Linked DNA regions of Oryctolagus cuniculus: region 2 is linked to region 1. A link is a contact called in public Hi-C data. All regions are on one chromosome and are shown on one strand. The core of a region is the stretch at or near the end of the contact, and the rest is flanking DNA. Distances in the headings are between cores, read along the strand shown.

Region 1 (6,682 bases), core at 2,848-5,347:
TGGGGAATGAACCAGCACAAGGAAGATCTCTCTCTGTCTCTCCCTCTGGAAGTCTGTAACTCTGCCTCTCAAATAAATAAAAGAGAGAGAGAGAGAGCGAGAGAGAGAGCGAGAGAGAGAGAATGTATGAATACTTAAGGGGAAGCCACTCTACCATGAAGAGTTACCCAAACAGCAGAGGCATAGGACCTGAAGGCAGAGCAGTCTCAGCAAATGCGGGCCAGCCATGCCTCAGCATGGCATCCCTGGCTCCTGCTGCCCTGTGCAACAAGAAGCCATGGAAATGTCCCTGGTCGCAGAAATAAATGGCAAAGGCTCTGGCTCGAATTCCCTGCAGATCCTGGTTCCAATTCTGTGCCGACCTCCCCCTGCCGCTATGAGCCTGGAGCCTGAGCACCCTGCAAAATCAGACCGTGAACTTGTTCTGGATCTTCGCACCGACCAAGTCATCAGATTGTCAAAGCGCTTGCTGTATGAGCAACACGCTCTGCTTTCTGGACAGCCGAGGTCCCTGGAGACCACAACTGCCTTTAGAAAGAGCAGCTGCTCACTTATGTTCTCATCCAGTGCTGTACCTTCCCCCGGAAGAGTTCAGAAATCAAAAGGTCCTCAGATTCTGAGAAGGCGGCAGGCTCTGAAGTCAGTGCTGGTGAAGGGGCGGAGGGAGAGATGTTTACACTAATGCGTAACACACATACCTCCACGGCCGACCTGCCAACACGGCCTCCCCACTCTGTGCTTTGCCCTCGCTGCGCCTCGGGAGAAGCAGCTTCTGAAAGTCACATCTTGCACACGGCTGCTTCGGGCCCAAGCGGTCATGCATCTTGGACCCATTATGCAAGGACAACACGGCCCCCCGCCCCTGCTGAGAAACAGAAGCCGACTTGCTGTTTAATTGCTGCTTCTTCAAGAGGTGGGAATCTTCCGATGCCACAGCCCCTATTCCCAGCTGGAGCCCTCTTCACAGGGCTGGTTCCTTAACCGTCAGGCCGTGGAGATGGTTTCATTCGATTCAGCTGAGTGGCCGCCACAGGGGCCTCCTGGGTAGCGGATGCGACAACAGCTGCTTTGCCCATTACGATGTCCTGTTCTTGGCCTTTGCTTCGCTTTTCTCCCTCCCCGGCCATCTGATAGCCGGGCTGGTCTATGTGCAGAGGTGGGCGCCACCTCCTCTACAGCTCCCCCAATGACTCAGGCCCTGCTTGTAGGGGCTGGGCCGAGGCAGCTCCACAGACCTCAGTTGGACGAATGAGTGCAAGGAAACAAGACTTGGGCCAAAGACCTCCCCAGAGAAACCAGGTGGTGGGAGGAGAAGGCGGCTGGGAAAGAAGACAGTGTGGCTCCGGGGAGGGACTAGCCGTGCCAAATGGGTTACGGTGGAGGACGCCAGCTCCAGCCGGCGTGCGCCAATCCAGTCTCAGAGTGGCCATTTGGAAACAGCGGGGAGCACAAGCCCAGAGGTAACCACCCCCAGAAAGCTGTGGCTCCATGATAATGACAAAACAGGAGCGCGGCATGGATGGAGTCCCGGCCCCAACATGAGAGGAAGCGGTTCGCTTGGATGGTTCTTTTCCACCCAACCTCCTGTATCTGAGAAAGTTCAAGAGTCCTTAAATCTTCACAGCGCCTACTCACTCCAACACATTGCAAACCTCAGTGTTCTGAGTGTTCAGCTCACTTGAGATAGAATATCAGGTAGAGACCTGCAAGCGGCAGATACGCATCCCCTGGTCTGGAGCCACTGCTCCAATCCCCATAGGCAGTATTCTTCCAGCTCTGCAGCTGGAGTCTCCCGCTGCTCCCCCACGGAGCTCCCACCACTTCCAGCCCAGCAAGGACAGAAGCCGCAGCCTTGCCGCTTGGTGGGGTCAGAGGCGCTTTAGTGAGGCCGGAGCACAAGCAACCTGGCCTGGCGCTCCATAGCATCCATCTGGGCAAACAGGTCACCCTCTGCTAACAAAAACACACCAGAACACTGGAAAAGTTCCAAGCCAAACTCCACTTGAAACTCCCGGTGGAACTTCGCTGCCGCGAACAGGTGCCGAACCTCAACTGCCTTGCGCTGAGTGGTCTGGGAGCCCCTGAACAAGGCCCAGAAGAGACGGGTGTAGGAAGAGAGGCAATAAGAAAGGAAGAATGCTCCCCATTCTCGAGTCTGGCCTTTCCCTGCAACCCACCAAAAAGAAAAAGAAAGAAAGAAAAAGAAAAAAGAAACCCAAGGACCCCCTCCACTCCGTTCCAGCCTTTCCAAACCCAAGACAGAGAAAGGATAACGGACGGGTTACCAGGGAGAAATGTAACGGGCGCGGGCCTTGGGTCGCCTTCCAGTTCTCCAGCCAGAGAATGGAATACTCAGAGGGAGTGTCTGGAAGGACTCAGACGCCCCCCTCCCCCGCCCGCCCCCATACAGCCAGGGCGGACCAGTCGGCCCTCTCCAACGCTATCCTCACAGCGCCTCCTATCGGCCTGGATCGCGAACTGCGGCTCCGGGGCGGCGACTTCCTGGGCTCCTGCCCCTTGGCGCCAGATCCAGGAGGCGCTGATTGGCCGACCAAGCCAACACCTTCGGAAGTAGCCGGCTCTTGTCCAGCCACCCAAATGCACGTGAGCTGGAGCTCCCGCTGAGCCTGAGAGGGCTCTCCCTGGACGCTCCAAAGTCAGCAGGGAAATGAGTGGCACCAAGGGAATTCAGAACGCCACGAGCAGCGACAGTTAGGACAATGGGGCTATCTGGGTGCGAAGAGCTGACAGGTCAACTCACCTGCCTGGTGAAGAGGATGGCGGTGTCCCAGTACTCGGGGTGCTTGTCACTCACTTTGTTCAGCTTCTTCTGCCAGGCGCAGAAGTTGCGCAGCGTCAGGGCGGCGTTGCCCGTGACCTTGGGCCCGCTGTCCCGGTCCCCAAGGAGCAGCACCTTGACCACAACGATGTTGATGGGGTTGAGGATGCTGGGGTGACGGTAGAGTCGCGCCGCCGTGGCCAGCAGCGTCAGCAGATAGTGCTCCAAGTCCGCGCCGTGGAACTTGACCATGGACTCGTCCGCCACCACCAGCGTCTCCACGTACCGTGGGATGGACACGAAGCGCTTGGCGCGCCCGGACCTGCGCCCGCTGCGACTCCCCCCCGAGCCCGTCCTCCGCGGCTTGTACGGGTCCAGGGCCCGCAGGATGGCGGGGTTCCAGCCGGAGCCCACCCCACAGCGCGAGGTGCGGTCTCCGGGAGGCCCGCCCGGGGCGCCCCGGCGCTGGAGGAGGTGTGCGCCCTGGCTGTTGCGCTGCGCCGCGGGCGCGCTGGCGTTGGGCAGCGGGCTGATGACATACTCGGCGCCTCGGTAGCCAAAGGCTCCGCGAAGCCCCCCGCACAGGCTCACGGCGGCGAACGAGTCTGGCTCGGCGTTCACGTCCCCGGAGTACAAACAGCGCCGCAAGTCCGCAGAGTTCGCGGTGAGCTCCCGGAGCGGGGCGCCCAGGTGCTCGGTGGTGAAGGTGGGTGCCAGGAACTGAGCATCCGGCGTCAGGTGTAGGTAAAAGTCCTCCTGAAAAGCGGTGATCTGAAAAATAAGTCCCCGGTCCCCGGGGTCCTCGGGCCCCCGACGGTAGTAGTGGCGGCCGTTGATGTCCGGGTCCAGTCGGATGGGGACGACCACCTCCCGCTCTGGCTGGGAGCCGCCAGTGGCTCGCCCCGCCAGAGCCAGGGTCAAGATGCCCAGCAGCAGCATGGCGCCGGGCAGCGCTCGCCGCGCTGTCTGGGAAGGAGCTCGCCTCGGCTCCCCGGCCGCGGGCACGGTCTCCGTGCAGCCCGCACGCCGGAACCCACAACGCCCCGGGATTCACAACGCCCCGGGACTGGCGGCAGCTCCCAGAAAGGAGAGCCAAGGAGGACGACTCCTCCCCGAGCAGCGAGCGTGCACCGGACAGCCCGCGCCTCCTACCTGTGCCTTTGCAAGCTAAAGCGCGCTCGGCTCGGGGAGCGTTAAGTGCGATCGCTGTCAAGTGCAAGGACGGAAATTTGCAGCCGCGAGAGCTAGCGGGAGGTGCCGGGCGTCCTCTCGAAACCGCAGCCACTCGCAGCGCAGCAAACCGGGCGCTTGGAGAGCCTATTAAAGGCCCCCTCCTCTTTGGACTGCCCAGTCCGCGCCCCTCCCCTGCTCCCACCCCCACCCCCACCAGCCTCCCAGAGCTCTCGGCCTGGAGCCTCCAGGGGCCACCGGAGAGCTCGGTCCCGCCTCCCGAGCCGAGAAACACTTGGCGGGGAGGAGTGGCGTTCGCTGAGGCTGGAGGCGTGGGCTGGCGGGAGAAGCCAGCGCTGGAGTCTTGGTTTAAGTTTTGCCCTGGGCTATGCCCCCAGTGCCCCGGGGACATCGCTGACTTCTACCCGGGCCTGTATCTGGGCGCTCCTTTGTGCTTGCTTAGGCTTTATCTTGAAGCAGTTGGGTCTGGAGTTAGGAACGGAGCCCCACAATTGACCCCTCTCCCAGGCCCACCTCGTTCCTGCAGTTGCAACATTCCTGCTGTTTCTCAATCCCAGTCCCCTAAAAGACCTAGAAGCAAGAACTGCCCTCCCCAGTAGGAATCAGTGCCCTATCGCCCCAAGAGCCACTTCCCAGGAAGTGGTGAGCAGCTCTCGAACCCAGGGCCACTCAGGCCCACTGACTACCCCTAGGTAGGATGGCCGTGTTCTGATGGCCTGGTACATTTTCAGGAATTTTGTCAGCCAGCTGCCAAACACAGCCATTATTTTCAAATACGTTGTAGAAACCTACAATTAAGCAAATTAGATTTTACAACAAAGGCAATCAAAATCCTTCGCTTCCTAATTATTGGACTATTTCCTATGGTCTTGAGTCACTAGAACCACAAACCTTCTGGGTCAGCCCACAGAACTCCCAGCTACTCTGCATAGGGACATTACAAGGGTGCTTTGTTGAAGTAGGTCCCTGGTAGAAGTAATCCCACCGCCTGAACAGGCAACTGCTACCCGCGGGAGCTTGGGGAGGGGGGACGAGCCCTTGTTCAATACTGGCCAGCACCCCAGGGATGCAGAGAGCAGGTGCTGAGGCTGTGGATGCCAGGGAAAGGGGTTATCTTCCTGCCAGGGGAGAGCGGAGGATTGCGGACAGTAGAAAAATCAAGCAGCGCCACCTCCTTGAGATGGTCTCCCTTGATCCCTGACCAGAGTACTGGACAGGTCGCTGGAGAGGAGGGCGAGTGTGGATCAGGGAGAGAAGACACAGCGGAGCCATCAGACCCTATCGAATTCCTGTCTCTGGCTCTGGATCTCAAGACCCTTCTGTCTCCATAGACAAGGAGGAAAGGCAAGGAGGGGAAGGCGGCTTTCTCAGACCCTCCTGACGCCGAGCAAATCTAGAACCGAAGGGTTCCACGTTGCATTTGCAAGAAGAGAGGACAGGGGAGGGAAGTGTGCAAGGATTTGAAGCACAAAAGAGGGCGGTGTGGAAGAATTCTAGAATCTTCTTAGGGAAGTGGCTGCTCCAAGAAATCACACTATTGCTGAAGGAGAGAGAAGCTAAGACTGGACCGTTAGTGACAAGCACATTTCCTCATTCTCCTCATAAAGGACACACTCTTAAAAAAAAAAAAAAGACTTATTTTATTTATTGGAAAGACAGAGCTACAAGAGGGAGATAGAGACAGAGAGAGAGGTCTTCCATCCGCTGGTTCACCCCCCCAGATGGCCACAATGGCCAGAGCTGTGCTGATCCGAAGCCAGGAGCCAGGAGCTTCTTCCAGGTCTCCCACGCAGGTGCAGGGGCCCAAGGACTTGGGCCATCTTCTGCGCTTTCCCAGGCCATAGCAGAGAGCTGGATCGGAAGTGGAGCAGCCGGGACTAGAACCGGCACCATATGGGATGCCAGCGCTTCAGGCCAGGGCGTTACCCCGCTGCACCACAGTGCCGGCCCCTAAAGGACCCACTCTTAGAAGAGACCCCCAAGAGTCTTGGAACAGGAACTCAGTGCAGATGTCCATACTCTCCTGGGTCTCTCCTTGATGGAGACACAAGGAGCTGAAATTCATTATGCTAATGAGGAGGAGATGGAAAGGATGCAAAGGAAAGGGGGCGTTTGCATTTGGGAGGAGCACCTGTGAGAGGGAGGGAGTCCCAGTTCACAAAGACCCCGTGTGTTGGAGTGTTCAAACATCCAGGGCAGAGACAAGTCACTTACTTAGGGCAAGCAATCGCTTTCCTACACCCGGCAGCCGTAATGGTGGGTTACAAGGTATCCAGCGACATTTTGCTCCTATTCCCATCGATGGGTTTTGGCAAGGACATCAGTCACAACAGCAGGCCCAGGGATCGGAAGCCTCTACCCTGTACATGCTCCTTGCTTGCTGGCCCTCGCTCACAGCCCCGCCACTCTCAGCCCTGAGCACAGAAACCGGCCCTGTGCACTGCGCCAAGGTTTTGTTTGCACCATCCTCTGTAATGCTTGTCTCTCCTCTCTTGGGAACTTGCTGCTCCATCCAATCACCTTTGCCAGGGCTTCCTAACTCAGATTGAGAACACTTGTAGAAGTCTTGTAGACTTCTTGTAGAGATCTCTGATCTCCTTCTTGGCCTCTGAATTTCTTTATCTGCAAAAGAGAAGGGATTATCCTAGATCAGAGGCCTGTACCAGGAATCTCTGCTCCATATAACATCTAAGATCAGTTCCAGATCAAATA
Region 2 (6,682 bases), core at 2,683-5,182, 150 kb before region 1:
CCTCCGTCCTTAGAGCTGCTCCAGTTAGCGTGGAATGATCCAGGCTTGCCTCCACGGAGGCTCTTTACCCCCGAAACTGCAAACAGGAAATCCATGGGGAGAAAAATCTGTGGTTAATAGAAAAAGCAAGTTCTCAGCCCAAACCACCGGCTGCCTTGTTAACAAGGCAGCAAAGTGAAACATGCGGTTTAGGAGTTGGATTTCTTGTTGTTGTTCTACACACACACACACACACACACACACACAGAGAGAGAGAGAGAGAGAGAGAGAGAGAGACATAGTATCTCTCTCCCATGAATAAAGTGGCTCAGTAAACAGCTGGAGGATGAGCAGCAGGAAACAGGCTGAGGTCTGGAGCAAGGAATCGGTGCCTGTTCTCTAAAATCCACAGGATTAGCACAGGCTGGTATAGTGTGACCCAGTCATGTTAGCAGGTATCAGCGTCCACCAATGCTGCATAGGCAGGCCCATTCAGAGACAACAGAGCTTAGGAAAATCACATTGTGTCATCCACTTTTCTCCCCTTGATCTTTTGTCCCATAGCAGCTCTGAGATGGGGGCTCTGGACTCAGAAAGACCTGACTTTGCATCATGGGTCCTCCCTTCCAGTGGGTGCTTCTGTGGTTTGTCAAGGTCTCCTCCCTTTAAGGGGATTCATCCTGTGGGTACCACGGCTTGATCCAAGAGGTTCTGAAACTTACAGGAGACAGCACAAGTAAAGCAGTTTGTACATAACGTACCTAAACCCTCAGTTAAAATAAGGAGGGCTTTTAAATCTTTGTTTTTTTGTTTTTTTGTTTTTTTTTTTTGACAGGTAGAGTTATAGACAGAGAAAGAGACAGAGAGAGGTCTTCCTTCCATTGGTTCACTCCCCAAATGGCCGCTATAGCCAGAGCTACGCCGATCTGAAGCCAGGAGCCAGGTGCCTCCTCCCGGTCTCCCATGCGGGTGCAGGGGCCCAAGCACTTGGGTCATCCTCCACTGCCCTCCTGGGCCACAGCAGAAAGCTGGACTGGAAGAGGAGCAACCGGGACTAGAACCCGGCACCCATATGGGATGCCGGCGCAGCAGACGGAGGACTAACCAAGTGAGCCACAGCGCCGGCCGCAAATCTTTGTTCTTAATGTACCTGCTATGTGTCAGACATGGTGCTGAGGGAAATTTACAATGATCAGATGCATACTACCTAGTGAAATGGGCTCTGCCTGCTGAAAGGGGGAAGAAAGGGTTGGCTGTGGCACAAAGGACAAGCAAGGGACAGCCAAGTGCAGCCGTGTCTGGGGGCTGAGGGCGGCCGCTTCCTGGGACACTCCAGTGGGCTCAGCCCCTAGGCAGTCGGGTCTGTCAAGGCAGAGTTGGCCCTGACAAGACTTGCTGGCAAATTCCTGCACTGTGGCACCGGAAACTGAAAACAGAGCCTGTCTCACCAGTTGGGGAGAGCATTCAGCAAGCTACATTCCATTTCCCTGTGACGTGTGTACAGACCCAGGCATGTTTGTCAGAACATTCTTACTCCCTTCTTCACTGGCCTCTCTTTTGTTTCTTGTGGATATCTTTGGCTTTTTGTCAAAATCAATGTCATGCTGTAAATATTAAGCCATCAGTTCTCGCTGGGTTAGGGGTGAGGGAGAAAGTCTGGGTGTGCAGTGGATGCCATTTTCCACGGTGTAAATGTCTCAGCCACAGAGCTGAGAAGTGATGCTCTCACTCAGGTCACGTGAGTTCCAGCACCAGCAATGGGACCCCCGGAATCTCCCAGGACGGGGCCATCTGTGGTCCTGACCCCAGAGGGGAGGTTTTAATCTCCTGACCATCTTCATTTCTTTCTGGCCATTTGCAAATGAATCAGCTTTTGGAAGGTGAGTCCAAGCATCCAAGAATCCAGATCACTCTCAAAGCTAGGGGTGTCCGGGGCTGCCACATATGACCACACTTGTTGAGCAGGGCACCACTCACATAGGTTCATGCACCATGAGGGACCTGGGAGTGCCTTCACTGGACAAAACCGGAAGTTTCCGTCTAGAAGGTGACACTGAGAAGCAAGCCAGCAATCGCCTGTGACGTTTGCAGAGCTGGGTGCACTTCCAGGAAGAGGCTTTGCTACAGGTACACGTGCGCGGGTCAGCAGCTGTCACGGAGCACTTGCTATGCGCCCGGCCTCTGCTGTGTGTTTCCGCTTTTGCTGTTCCATTCATCACTTCAGCCACCTTGGAAGGAAGATATTATGAGGCCCCATTTGCAGATGAGGACTTGGGAGCTTGGAGAATTTAAAGAATTAGTCCTGGGTCTCACTGCCGGACAGCATAGGAGTGGGTCTGGCTGCATAGCTCTTTCTCTAACCTCTGGGCTCCACCAGACCCAAATCTCTTGGCATCAGCAGGGGCAGTCAGTGGTGGTAGCTGTTCTCTGGATGGGTGCACTGAGGACCAAACCCTTCTCCACACCCTCTGGGAACTGCTTAGATGACAGACCAGCCAGATGGTGCCCAGAGGACGAGTCGGTCCATCTACCCAAGGAACATATGGTTCTTCCATCGGGCAATGCAACCACCCAGGCACTCCACCCTCTGTGCCCACTCCAGCTGCTTCCTTGGAAATTCTGACTTTGGGGTCTTAAATAGTAGCTGGGCACTATTTCTGGAAGTACATATGACAGCCAGCAGAAGTTCTGTTTTCTTTCTTTAAAAAATATTTTATTTTTTTAACGTAAGAGTTACAGAGAGAGGGGGAGATCTTCCATCTGCTGGTTCATTCTCCAAATGGCCACAATGGCCCGAGCTGGGTCAGGACAAAGCCAGGAGCTTCATTCAGGTCTCCCACGTGGGAGAGTACAGGGGTCCAAGCACTTGGGCCATCTTCTGCTGCTTTCCCAGGCCATTAGCAGGGAGCTGGATTGGGAGTGGAGCAGCTGAGACTCAAACCAGCACCCAGAAGGGATGCCTGTGTTGCAGGCAGCCATTTTACCCACTATGCCACAACACCGGCCCCAGAAGTTCTGTCTTGATTTTAAGATGGAAAACCAGGAGAGGTCAGCGGGCTGGGAGTAGAGACGAGTCTGAAGGTGGAGAGAAAAAGACAAAAAGGAAGGGGAGGTCTTAATCCCAGAACATTGCTCTTGGCTGCCAGGTCGGACCCTGGGATGAGGCCGAGGATGGAAGCTGGGGGCACAGAGCCCGCTGGAGGATCTCGAGGGACTCATAGCCAGGTCCCCGCGACATAACAGCCCATCTCCCTGGCCGCTCCCTGCTGTTTTCTTCTTCCCAGAAGGGCCTGCTTGTTTTTCTGTTGGATGCTGGAGATCTGGATGCCAATCCCACTGGCCTTGGGCAACAGAAGAGGAGGCAAAGACCAAGGCAGCAGGACCCCTCAGCCGCTCTCTCAGGTCAGCAAGTTTGCCTCTGTCCATGGCAGCCTTGGGAAAATCAGAGAACTCGTTTCCCCCATGCTGTGGGTTTTCAGAGCCAATCTAAAGAAATCCAGGCTAAGGATTCAGGGCCTGAAGCAAACACACTTCAAAAAAAAAAAAAAAATTAAGGCTAGGACTTGTGTGTCATAGCAATTGGAAAAATTGGAACAGAAAACACTTTTCAAAGCCGTTCTGATGGCAGAAGGTAACAAAAAGGCTTAAGGTCTCCCCGATCCCTCCCTCTGACCTCTGAACTCCTGGGGTCCAGCAAATCCTGTCTCACTTCCAATACCCCGCGGGCTCACGAGAGCTTGTTTCCTGAGCCCTGAGGGACGGGAAGTCAATGTTAGCAACTGAGCAAATGCGGGCAAGGTCAAGACAAAAACCCGCGAGGACTTGTGCAGCTGAGACATTTGGTGCTGGCGGCAGATCTGATTCCACAGCGCGCACCACAACATCCGCCCCTGCCTGTGGCCCATGGCCCGCGCTGCCTTGGACGGGGCCACCGGGCTCTGTGCCAGATGGAGCGCAGAGAGAGTTCTTCCTGGCAGGGTTTGCAGGCTGCACAGTCTCCATCTCTTCTGTCAAAAGCCATGTGGGGACATGGCAAATCCAGCCCTCTCGGCCACTACCTGGAAGCCACAGCTCACATCTGGGGCTCAAGGAACACTGACTGCCACTGGCTCTCTGGCCTTCTTCCCTCTGGCCAGCGCTGGTCTCCGATGCTGGGAGGTACCCACAAGAGGCCCCTGGAGGGCTCAGTGGTCTCTCGAAAGGTCAAGTAATACCACAAACTTTGTTCGGGGTCAGGGGAAAAGCTGAGCCCGGGGAATTCATGGCTGGCCAGTCCCACCCCCTGCCTCTCCACCCGGCACCATAAGGCAGATAAGAAGCAGGCAGACTTGGACAGAGGGCGCAGGTCAGGCTCGTGCCCAGCCTGGGCTGGAACAGCCGCAGCTGGAACACTCGCCCGGCTGGGCTACCCTCCCTCTGACCCTGCTAGCCATGTTTTCTCCAACAAGCCGTGCACCAGGAAGAGGTGGTTAGAAATTGCTTTTCTCTTCTCAAAGCTTAGGATGCTGGTGAGAGTAGGGGAGCTAGCAGAGGGAAGGGGGCAATTTATGTCTCTCTCCTTAACCCCAACTGATTTCTAATATAGCCGTGCAATGTGTTTTGAGAGGACTTCCTGGCCATACCGAGATACCTACCTCATCCACCAGCCCTGAGCCTGAGCTCAGCCCACCAGCCCCACCTTGGCAAAGAACGCAGGTCCAGAGACGTCATCTTCCTCTCCCTCGCCACCCCTCACTAGGGGCTTCCTTGAAGCATCTTTCTCCTATTAGAACAAGGGCCAGGACCCCAGATCTGTCCTCTTCACCCTCTGTGTGCTATGTCCATTTATTTTTAATTTCATCTCAATCTTCTCCCTCTCTCTCTCTCTTTCTATTTCCCATCAACTGTGACCTAAATTCATTTTGAGGTCACCTCCCCAGGGGCAGAGCCCAGGAATCCATCAGTACTAGTGAAAGATGCCAAAGGACTCAGGGTCCACAGCAAGTGAGATTTGTGTTGAACTTGGCTCCAAGGGTTAGCACCAAGGGGCTGGGGCGGCCTTGCCAAGATTTTCAAACTGGAACATTACAGGTGGAATTACAGGGCAGCGTGAGGGAATCCAGAACCTCCATCTCCAAAAACCATAAAATAGGGTCCAGGATTCCAGACCAGAGACAGCAGGCTCTCGGTGCCCTGTGTGGCCACCAGCAACTCACTTCTCGGGACCTTGATTTCTCCTGCTCTACAATAACAGCTTGGACTAGAGTAGCCCGGGCTCCTCTTCCAGCTCTGAAATTCAATGCCTCCACCCCCGTCCCCACATCCTTGGTGGCCTGGAGCCTTTCACCTGTTTATTTAGCCCCTTCAGAACCTTCTGATCAAGACTAAGAAGAGCCAACAGCAGTTCAGAACTCCATGTGTACAATGCACTATGCGAATGTGCTCTGTGCTATATGCGATTGTGTGTTAACACCTGCTTCCAGGATGACTCTTCCTCATGGCCATGATTTCGCACCTGCTAAGAGGGCTCTGTGCACAGCCACAGGCCTGGAAGAGACACAACTCCAGAAGGCAGGAAATTGCTCAAGGGAGCCCAGTCTAGTGGGAGAGACAAGATGATTTAGGAGCGGCTGACATAAGACAGGGTGTTCTTGGAGTTCTAGGGGAGGGATAAGCAAAGTGTAGAGCAAACAGTAGAGGTCTTGGCGGGGTATGCAAAGGAATCAAGGAAGATGTAGCATGTAATCAAGTCTCAGTGTATGGGTGTGGTTTGCACCACAGGGAAAGACAACAGAGGCAGAAGCAGCAGCATGAACAATTGGCATCGGGAAGTGCACAGCCGAGTGTTCATGGAGGGACGGAGTTAGATGAGGGTTGGGACAGGGAAAGAGAATGCCGGGGGTTGGGAAGACAAGCAGGGCTTGTGAGTGGCAAGACCAAGCTGGGAGAATCCACTGCTTTCACATGATCCTGACACAGAGCCCACAGGAGCCTCACATGGGCAGGTACCCCTGCACTGTCCTTTCCCTCTGCCCCTCGCCACCTGATAGGACCCAGATCCACCTGTGTCTGGAGCCATATGAGCCCAGCTTCCCCAGCTTGGCACTCCACATGGTCTCAACACCAAAAAGGGGCCAGGTCCAACCAGAGCATCACATGACCCAACTTCCCTGCTCACGTGGGACTCCCAGATGGTGGCAAGCCAGACGAACAACACACCAAGACGCTCTTCCAATCACGGCACAAAGAGAAGCACCGCCAAAGAGAGAAAAGTCGACAAAACAGACAGGGCTGTGTGCTCGGGTGGAGCTGGGCTGCTCTTCCAGCCCTCAGAGCCCCGGTGTGCCTGATACTATCTCTTGACTTGTATAGCACAACACAGAACACAGCGTGAGAACCCGTAATGCATCTACCCACCACCCGCAAGTAACACACTGGTTTCCTGATCAAGCCACTCCAGGCAGCTCCAGCCCAGACCAGTAGGAAGATGGGCCAGGGAGCCCATGTACCTCCAAGAGTGATTAGGAAGAGGGGAGGGGGAAGCTCCCTCCCTGTTAGCTGTGTGCTGGGCCGCATAGGCAGTGAGACACCCCAGATCCAGGAAACCCGGGGCTTGGCTGACAACTCAATTATCGTGGAGCGTCTCCCCGCCCTCTGCCTCCTCCACCTCCTCCACCTCCTTCTCCACCCTTTTATTGCTCTTGGCAGCAGAGCTGGGGGGGCC

Evidence for each region. A called contact is a pair of places that touch in the nucleus more often than the background predicts.
Region 2: a Hi-C map of psoas muscle shows a contact between it and region 1, with 9 times the contacts expected there. The contact joins the enhancer-like site here to the promoter of ADAMTS15 in region 1.

The regions. Positions count from the first base shown.
Region 1 is chr1:124,286,296-124,292,977 of mOryCun1.1, reverse strand. It overlaps ADAMTS15 (ADAM metallopeptidase with thrombospondin type 1 motif 15), which reads right to left and starts at 4,097. Exons shown (of 8, transcript XM_002708592.5): 1 at 2,762-4,097. The coding sequence starts at 3,718.
Region 2 is chr1:124,438,806-124,445,487 of mOryCun1.1, reverse strand. No RefSeq gene overlaps it. Among named protein-coding and RNA genes, the nearest start is that of ADAMTS15, 150 kb to the right of the region's middle. Within about 2 kb of position 3,932, at least 3 of the 8 cell types and tissues checked have an H3K27ac peak or open chromatin away from gene starts, as enhancers often do.